Regions from separate parts of the Zea mays genome. Here region 1 is linked to region 2. Evidence: chromatin contacts called from public Hi-C data. All regions are on one chromosome and are shown on one strand. Each heading gives the region's core, a stretch centred on a gene start, on an enhancer-like site or on the middle of the called end of the contact. The rest is flanking DNA. Distances are from core to core; before and after follow the strand shown. Region 1 holds the start of LOC109940230 (serine/arginine repetitive matrix protein 1). Region 2 holds the start of LOC100273558.

Evidence for each region. Hi-C and Micro-C count contacts between places; a contact is called where the count stands out from the background.
Region 1: a Hi-C map of tassel shows a contact between it and region 2, with 1.8 times the contacts expected there. The contact joins the promoter of LOC109940230 here to the promoter of LOC100273558 in region 2. A contact is called at or near these places in 2 of 25 Hi-C or Micro-C datasets (leaf and tassel).

Annotation. Positions count from the first base shown.
Region 1 is chr6:168,468,161-168,472,456 of Zm-B73-REFERENCE-NAM-5.0, reverse strand. LOC109940230 (serine/arginine repetitive matrix protein 1) reads right to left here and starts at 1,967. Exons shown (of 1, transcript XM_020539608.2): 1 at 474-1,967. The coding sequence starts at 1,709. The coding sequence ends at 855.
Region 2 is chr6:168,325,941-168,330,180 of Zm-B73-REFERENCE-NAM-5.0, reverse strand. It overlaps LOC100273558, which reads right to left and starts at 1,705. Exons shown (of 5, transcript NM_001147976.1): 1 at 1,186-1,705; 2 at 313-1,072. The coding sequence starts at 828.

The DNA of each region.
Region 1 (4,296 bases), core at 718-3,217, 140 kb before region 2:
CAGCAGCTGTGCCAAACAGGGCCGTAATGGTAGACAAGTGTTCTCAGACAGCCACTATTGGGCACAGCAAGCAGTGCGTGTTGCTGCTGCTGCACTCCCTCTCTCCCACGTACTGTTCATGCAGTGATGAAAACTAGCAGCGGCAGCGCTGACGCTGTGGCCAGTTCTATTTCTTGAACTCTGGACCATCCTAGTACTGTGCTAGTATTATTATTACTAGCATATACACATTTCTTTTGCGAATAGTATATACGAGAAGAATTGAAGAGAGGCCTGGGTTCATGGACTACACTGCGAAAATTGTACGGCTACCGCAAAATCCATCTCTGCTGCGCCGCAAATTGAGCTAACGGTGTGCTAATAACGGTAAAAGTAAAAGAACACGTGTGTGAGACGGAGAAGCTTTTCAGTTCCGCCAGAGCAAATTGAATCGGGCGGGCAGTGTAACAGAGAACGGCAAAACAATACTACTATAACAGATGGAATGCCTTTCCAGCTCTGAATGACTCGCCATTGCAAAAAGGAACAGAAGATTACAAGTAGACATGCACAATCGGAGAGGTACTCTACAGAGTGCAGACAATACATCAGCACAGCGCGTCAGAGCCCAGCCCTGCGATCTGAATTCTGACGGGCTGAAGGCTCTACGGGAATAGCCAGTAATTTTTCTCCCGCGGGGGTTAAAAAGCCAGCCCAGGGGGGAAACGTTTTACACGACGAGATTATTACTCACCAAATTACGCTGCTACTGGCCTACTGCCTGCTGCTGCTACCAACACCACCACCTTTACTCCTGCTAAAACTATGTGGAGTAATTTGCTGACAGCGGAGAACGGGTCAGGAGAAGGTTAGTGCTACAGGAAGATGAAGCACTCCATGGCCACCAAAGGGTTGTCCAGCGACTCCTTCCCCTCACCGTCGCCGGCAACCGCGGTGGTCGTGGACCCGGCATTCTCCTCTGGTTGCACCGGCGGCGGAGATGCACTATCCTCAGGCTCGCGTGGCTGCGCCGGCTCGGGAGGCGCCTGCTGCCCACGCCGCGGCGACGCGCGGCCACAGGGCCTGGTGGGGACAGGCGGCTTACGCTGTGTCGCAGTCGCAGAGGCGGCGCCCGCGCGGCGCTGCTCCTGCGTCCGCTTCGCCGCGGGCGACGGAGACCTCCGCGCCGCCCGTTCCCCGGCATCGCGCCGCCGCTGCTGCAGCGGCGGCGGCGGCGAGGGGGACGCGCGGCCGCCGCGTGGTGGGCGCCCGCCGCCGGCGCCTCGGTCCCGCCTGGCGCCGCGCGCGGCCTCGGCTGCCGCCCGCCTCCTGGACGCCTTCGCCGGGGACCGTTCGGGGCCCGCCGCGGTGGTCGCGGCCGAGGACTCGGACGCCACCTCCGACTTCTCGTCGCCCGACGGCCCGGAACGCGCCGGACCCACCGCCCGACGCGCCCTGCCGCCGCCGCCACCACCACCACAATCCTTCGCCCTAGCAGTGCCAAGCTTCGCATTGGCCCCCATCTCCCCTGCTTCTTTCCCCGCCGACGCAGCCACGCGCCTCGGACTGGGCCTCGGCTTGGCCTTCGGGGTCTCCGAGAGGACCTCCTTCACCGTCTCCTCCTCCGGCGGGGGCGGCGGCGGGTCGCGCGCCTCCGACCGACGCCGGGAAACTTCCCCAGCCGCCGTGCCCGGCGGCTCGTCGCACTTCTTGCTGATGCAGCAACCCATTGCCTCCCGACTGCTTCTTGCTTCTTGCTTCTTGCTGAGGCTATACGGACATTTCCCGCGATCTGGTGGTGCTGGGAGAAAAAAAGTGGAGACTGGACAAAGCCGAGGGGAGGGGAGTGTGGCAGTGGGGTGTTGGGTTTCCCTCCGTTGCGCTTCGAGTTGCGTGAGGAGCAGAGCAGCTGTGGTGGGAGACCGGGAGTCAAAAGCGCTGAACCAGTCACTACTACCGGCCAACGTCTGTTATCTCTCTGACGAAGGGTGCTTAACTAATCAGCTCGATTTGTCAGGGCAGTTCCAACGATTAAAATTGTACTCCATTAAAAACACATTTAAAAGATTTAGAACCACTAAGGCCTGGTTCGGTGACTTAAAGGGATCTATAGGAAGAAATTACTTTACTATTTAAACTTGAATAACAAGAGGATTTATTTTTCATGGATCTACTTCAATTTACTAATAACCAAATCAGTCCTAATAGTTTTATGCATGTAGGAGCAACTTTAATGTCTTCTCTATATATTTCTTTCTTCGTTGATAGGAGTAATATTTTAAAAAGAGAACTCTAACAAATTAGTTAATTAGATCTAAACATTGCAATTTCCTATTTCAATTTTATCACGATGTAAAAATCGAGATTGCCATATAATTGAAACCAACAATGAACAATTTCTCTGACAATTTTCAAAAATAACTCTTAAAATGTCATTAAGCGGTATTTTTTAACCACCATCATCTGGGAACAAAAGGCCCAACACTTAGGTGATATCCAAATAAAGTTTAGTCTCTATCACATCGAATATTTAAATAATAATTACGGGTATTTAATATAGTCTAATTATAAAATAACTACACATATGAATACTAAAAGCCGAGATGAATTTATTAAACCTAATTAAGGCTATATATAATACTCGTAATCGATTTTCAAAAATTTGATGTGACATGAACTAAACTTTAGTTTGAGAAACCAAACACCCCTTATCATACGTCAAACAGTATTGTTGGCATAGTATTTACTCATCCTGAACCCCAACCCGACCCCTCCTTGCTCAATGGCTCCTTCAACTCCTTTCCTTCGCTTAGCGGTGGTCAGCAGGAGGCACGACAACGGATCCAGCGAGCACCGACTTGTACGTGAGAGCAGTGCATGGCGAGTGAGTGACGGCACTAGAGCGTGGATCACAGATGTGGCGAGCGACGACAGTGACCTGAGCACAACACATAGTGGGATAATGTCTACAGAGGCGCTGCAAGCAAGCCAGCGGCATACGGATGACGACAACACATTATACCATCTCCAAAAGGCGCAATGTATCGCTCCCCCACCCTCCGTCGTGCAGGAAGAACTCTACCAATAGTTTGTGACCAACTAGTACAATGCTCGCGTATTGAACCAGCACACCAATCATATTTGATGATATAATGTAATTGTTCTATGATACGCGAGGACCCAGTGACAAAACGTGTGATGGCCCATCCCCACAAAAATAAATTTAAAATTAAAGTTGGCATTTGTCCCACATGTTAGAGAGTTGCTATCTCTAATAGACAAGTGCACACAAACAATAGTTGGTACAGCATGACATGCTCCCCCACAAGACGCGATTAGAGCCGCTAGGCATCGACCCTCCCAAACCAAGCCCCAAAAAAGAAAAAGGGAAGGTTTATGGGGGTCTATGCCATCACGAAAAGCGTTAGTGAACATGCCCCGAGGCTAGAAGTAGCCCCACCCAGTGCCCTAGGGCACTAGGAAGTACTGCCTGTGCATAGGTCAGGTACCCATGACCTAACCGGATGTAAGATAGTTAAGGACCTGACAGTGCACTTCCAACAACACCCTAATCAGGAGCACTCCGACTAGGGATGCCCACCCAACGATGTCTCAAATGACATTTTGCAACAACAGTTCTATGACCCTAGAAGAAGAAAGACCACAACCCCCGATCTCACATGGAGCTCGTTCCTTAACGAGGCCAATAAGGGCTAGAATTCCATAACCCAGAGCGAACGATGGTCGTCGTCTATGAGGCCACTGAGGATTTAGGCTTTCAACATGCCCTCAAGCTTCTGCATCAAGAGATGCACCCTATAGTCCCATGGTACCACTCCAACGGATCCCTTAAGTGTAAAGCTTATAGGGTTTAACACAAGTAATTGAGAGCACCTAGAGGGGGGTGAATAGGTGATCCTGTAAAATTCAACAACTAATAGCCACAAAGCTTGGTTAAGTGTTAGAATGATAAAACCAAGTGGCTATAGATCGAGCTCTTGCGAGTCACAATAATCACATAGAAAAGCAATCACAAGAGACACGCAAGTTATCCCGTGGTTCGGCCAAGTATAACACTTGCCTACTTCCACGTTGTGGCATCCCAATGGACGAGGGTTGCACTCAACCCGTGATCCAATGATCAACTTGAATACCACGGTGTTCTTCTTTCTTATACTTTCTCCCGTTTGCGAGGAATCTCCACAACTTGGAGCCTCTCGCCCTTACAATTGATGATCACAAAGAAGCATGGAAGTAAGGGAGGGGAGAGCAACGCACACAAGACTCAAAACGAGAGCACAATCACGCACACAAGTC
Region 2 (4,240 bases), core at 456-2,955:
AAACATTAGTCCCTAGAAACCAAACACCCCCTTACATTTTTTCATGCCAAGAGACATGCTGGGAATTCCTAATTGGTATATTGTTCTATTGGCGATTTGATTTTACCGTCAAATAGTATATATTTACCCGAGAGGGCGCTTCCTATTCTAGTTTAGTTTATTACCGGTCGGCCATCGGCCGTCGATGAAGCTCAGGCATCATGTAATGGCTAATCTACCTAATCAGTGCCTACTGCCTTGTCATCACTCAGATCGAAAAAAACAAGCAATAACATTGACTAGCGAATAATCTAAACCAGCAGAGCACCGCACCTGCATCACGGGAAGGATGACGAAGAAGTCCAGCAACAGCCCCCTCCTGGACGCCGCGTCCTCGGGGAGCTTGCGCGCGGCCTCGGCGACGGTCTGCTGCTGCTCCTCGTCGCCGGCCACGCGCTTACCCGGCGGCGCCTTGGCGGTGCGGAGCTGCGTGGCGACGTTCCACACGTGCATGGCGTCCACCCCGCAGCGCAGCGCGGTGACGGCGGCGGCGAGCCAGCCGTCGACGAATATGCACATGAGCGGGCCGCTCAGGGACACGGCGTAGAGGAAGAGCGGGTCGACCATGAGCCCGGCCGCGCAGGCCAGGAGGTAGGCGCGGTTCCAGTCCCGGACCCACCTCGCCCGCGGGTCCAGCGCCCACGCCGCGCCCAGCCCGAGGCGCCACCGCCACCGCCGGCTCCCGCTGGCGTTACCCGCCGCCTGGCCTTGCTCCTGCCGCCGCGAGTCGTCGGAAGGCGACGCGGTGGAGGAGGAAGGCGAGGAGCGTGTGGAGAGGTCGCTTGACATGGCGATACCAATACCATACAGCTGAACTGAGCCCGGCCAGAAGCGGAGGACAAAACAAAATCAAGGCGGCGTGGCGAGGTGATTCGTCAAATTGACGGTGTAAGGAACGACATGAACTGATGCGAAATCCAGTGTGCGCCTCTCAGTTCAGGCTTGGCATTGTCTTTTCCCTTTCAATCGATGTTTAATTCTTCGTGTTTTTTTTTGGCTTCTTTCCTGGAGCAGCAAAGCAATCGCTGGCCACCTGCATAAGTAAACTATCCATGAACCATGATCCATCCAACAGATTAAATAAAAAAAGAGTCAAGAGAAATTGAAAAGAATACCACACAGAGTGTACCGGCAGTCGGGCCGTACCTGGTGGAGTCGGCGACTCAGCACTCAACACACGGCAGCTGCGCTTGCGCAGTCAAGGCTCCAGGCAGGCAGTCGACGGCTCGGCGGGCAGCAGCCGTTCCCGTTCGGCACCCGTACCTGTGTCTCGCGGCTACCTCGCCGGCGTCTGGCGCCGACCGCAGGCACTAGACCGCCAAGGGAATCGGCGATTCAGCCGGGAAGGCAACGCAGGCGTGGCGTCTAGCGGTGGCGATCGGACGGCGGACCAAAAGGTGTGGCGCTGCGTGCAGAGCTTCGCTCCGCATCCATGGCGGACAGGACCCTTGGTCAGCGACCTGAGGGGGAAATCAAGAGAAGGTAGCGAGTGCTATACACAGATCATCTGCCCTTGCCAGTTGCCAGCGCTTGAGTTGGCCGTGGATGCCGCAGCGGCTGAGGTCTTAGGGATCGGAATCGGATATGAGCCTGTGGAGCACTGCCCAGTGGAAGCTGCGGCGGGTTTCGCCACTCGGACTCCGAAAATAATGAGGTAGACACCGATGCTTTGCTTTGCCCGCGTAGTACATGTACATCCATAAAATCCACACCTATATATACGGCATATTTGCCTAGCGGCATGGGATACTTGTCCAGTCCAGACAGCTCTAGTCTGCCCGTGTCTGATTCACTCGATCACTAGGACTTGCACGAGCATGGACCAGTGTGTACCATTTTATTAATAATCTTCTATTAGTTCCACCGTTGAATAGACATCCAATAGATTAAAGGACGTGATTGCACATTTACATGTAGGATCTACTTGTGTATTAGGCTGACTCCAGCAATAGACCCTAAAGGATCCTCTACCCTAAATATAGAGGATCAAACGGTCCTCTACGCTCTCCAAGCAGCGTCCTCTAAATGGTCTTCTAAAATTAGAGAACGCTGCTGGATTCTCTATATATATAGAGTTTCTCTAAATGATACTTTATCCATTTGAATACTTTAAATAACCGGTTTAGCAAAACAAAAATATGTACAATACATTTGAGAGTATAAAAAATACGTATGTACAGAAAATAAAAATAAAAATGTCTCTAATATATGTATTTAAGTATAGAGGACGTGATTTAGAGGACGTTGTTAAATAGAAGAAGATATAAATGATAGAATCTTTTAGAGAAGACTGTAAAAAAACAGATATAGAGTATAGATATAGAGGACGTTGCTAGAGACAACCTTAGGGTGTGTTTGGTTTGACTTTTGGCTTTGACTTTTGCCCCTCTAAAAACCAAAAGCCAACCAAAGGGCTGGATCCAGGAAGCAGCTTTTTCTAAAAGCCGACTTTCTCGTAGTGCAAATCTGAAAGCACACCTGGACCTGCTTTTAGTGGCTTTTCGGATGGAACTGTGAAAACATATATCGAAGAATTTTTAATGACTTTTAGTGGTTTCCACCAAACGGTTTTTAGCTTTTTAACAGCTTACAGCCTACAACAGCTTTTTCCACAGCTCACAGCCCACAGTAACTTTTTTCACAGCCACAGCCCAACCAAACAGACCCTTAGTCGATACCAAGCTAGGTAGAGATAGATTGAAGACATACATTCTACTCATTTCGTTCCAAACGTTTGAATTTTTAACCCTAAATTTGATCGACTCATCTTATTCAAAAAAATCATAAATATTATAGTTCTTTCTGTAATATTGTTTAGTATATAATATATATAATATGCTTTATAATGACTTTGAATTTTCCATTTTTTGCAAGAAATAATAATAAGACGAGCCAGTCAAACATGGTAAAAAAATGTCAAACAAATTATAATTTAGGAGGGAGGGGTATATCTTATTCTCTCTAACGGTATACTCTATATCTCATTGTCTATATATTAAAATTCCATATAAAAATTGAAAGTCGCCTAGAGGGGGGTGAATAGGGCGAAACTGAAATTTACAAATATAAACACAACTACAAGCCGGGTTAGCGTTAGAAATATAAACGAGTCCGCGAGAGAGGGTGCAAAACAAATCGCAAGCGAATAATGAAGTGTGTGACACGCGGATTTGTTTTACCGAGGTTCGGTTCTTTCAAACCTACTCCCCGTTGAGGATGCCACAGAGGCCGGGTCTCTTTCAACCCTTCCCTCTCTCAAACGGTCCCTCGGACCGAGTGAGCTTCTCTTCTCAAATCAAAGCCGGGAACAAAACTTCCCCGCAAGGGCCACCACACGATTGGTGCCTCTTGCCTTGATTACAATGGAGTTTTGATCACAAAAACAAGTGAGAAAGAAAAGAAGCAATCCAAGCGCAAGAGCTCAAAAGAACACGACAAATCTCTCTCGCTAATCACTAAGGCCTTGTGTGGAATTGGAGAGGATTTGATCTCTTTGTATGTGTCTAGAATTGAATGCTAGAGCTCTTGTAATAGTTGGGAATTGGAAAAACTTGGATGCAATGAATGGTGGGGTGGTTGGGGTATTTATAGCCCCAACCACCAAAAGTGGCCGTTGGGAGGCTGTCTGCTCGATGGCGCACCGGACAGTCCGGTGCACACCGGACAGTCCGGTGCCCCCTGCCACGTCATCACTACCGTTGGATTCTGACCGTTGGAGCTTCTGACTTGTGGGCCCGCCTGGGTGTCCGGTGCACACCGGACATGTACTGTTTGCTGTCCGGTGTGCCAGCATGGGCGATTCTGACTCCTGCGCGCGCTGCGCGCGCATTTATTGCTCTGCAGAGAGCCGTTGGCGCGGAGATAGCCGTTGCTCCTGAGTCGCACCGGACAGTCCGGTGAATTATAGTGAAGTGACCGTTGGAGTTTCCCGAAGCTGGCGAGTTCCTGAGGCCGACCTCCCTTGGCGCACCGGACACTGTCCGGTGTACACCGGACAGTCCGGTGAATTATAGCGCGAGTGCCTCTGGAAATTCCCGAAGGTGGCGAGTTTGTGTTGGAGTCCTCTGGTGCACCGGATATGTCCGGTGGTTCACCGGACATTGTCCGGTGTACACCGGACAGTCCGGTGCTCCCAGACCAGAGGGCCTTCGGTTCCCACTTTGCTCCTTTGTTGAATCCAAAACTTGGTCTTTTTATTGGC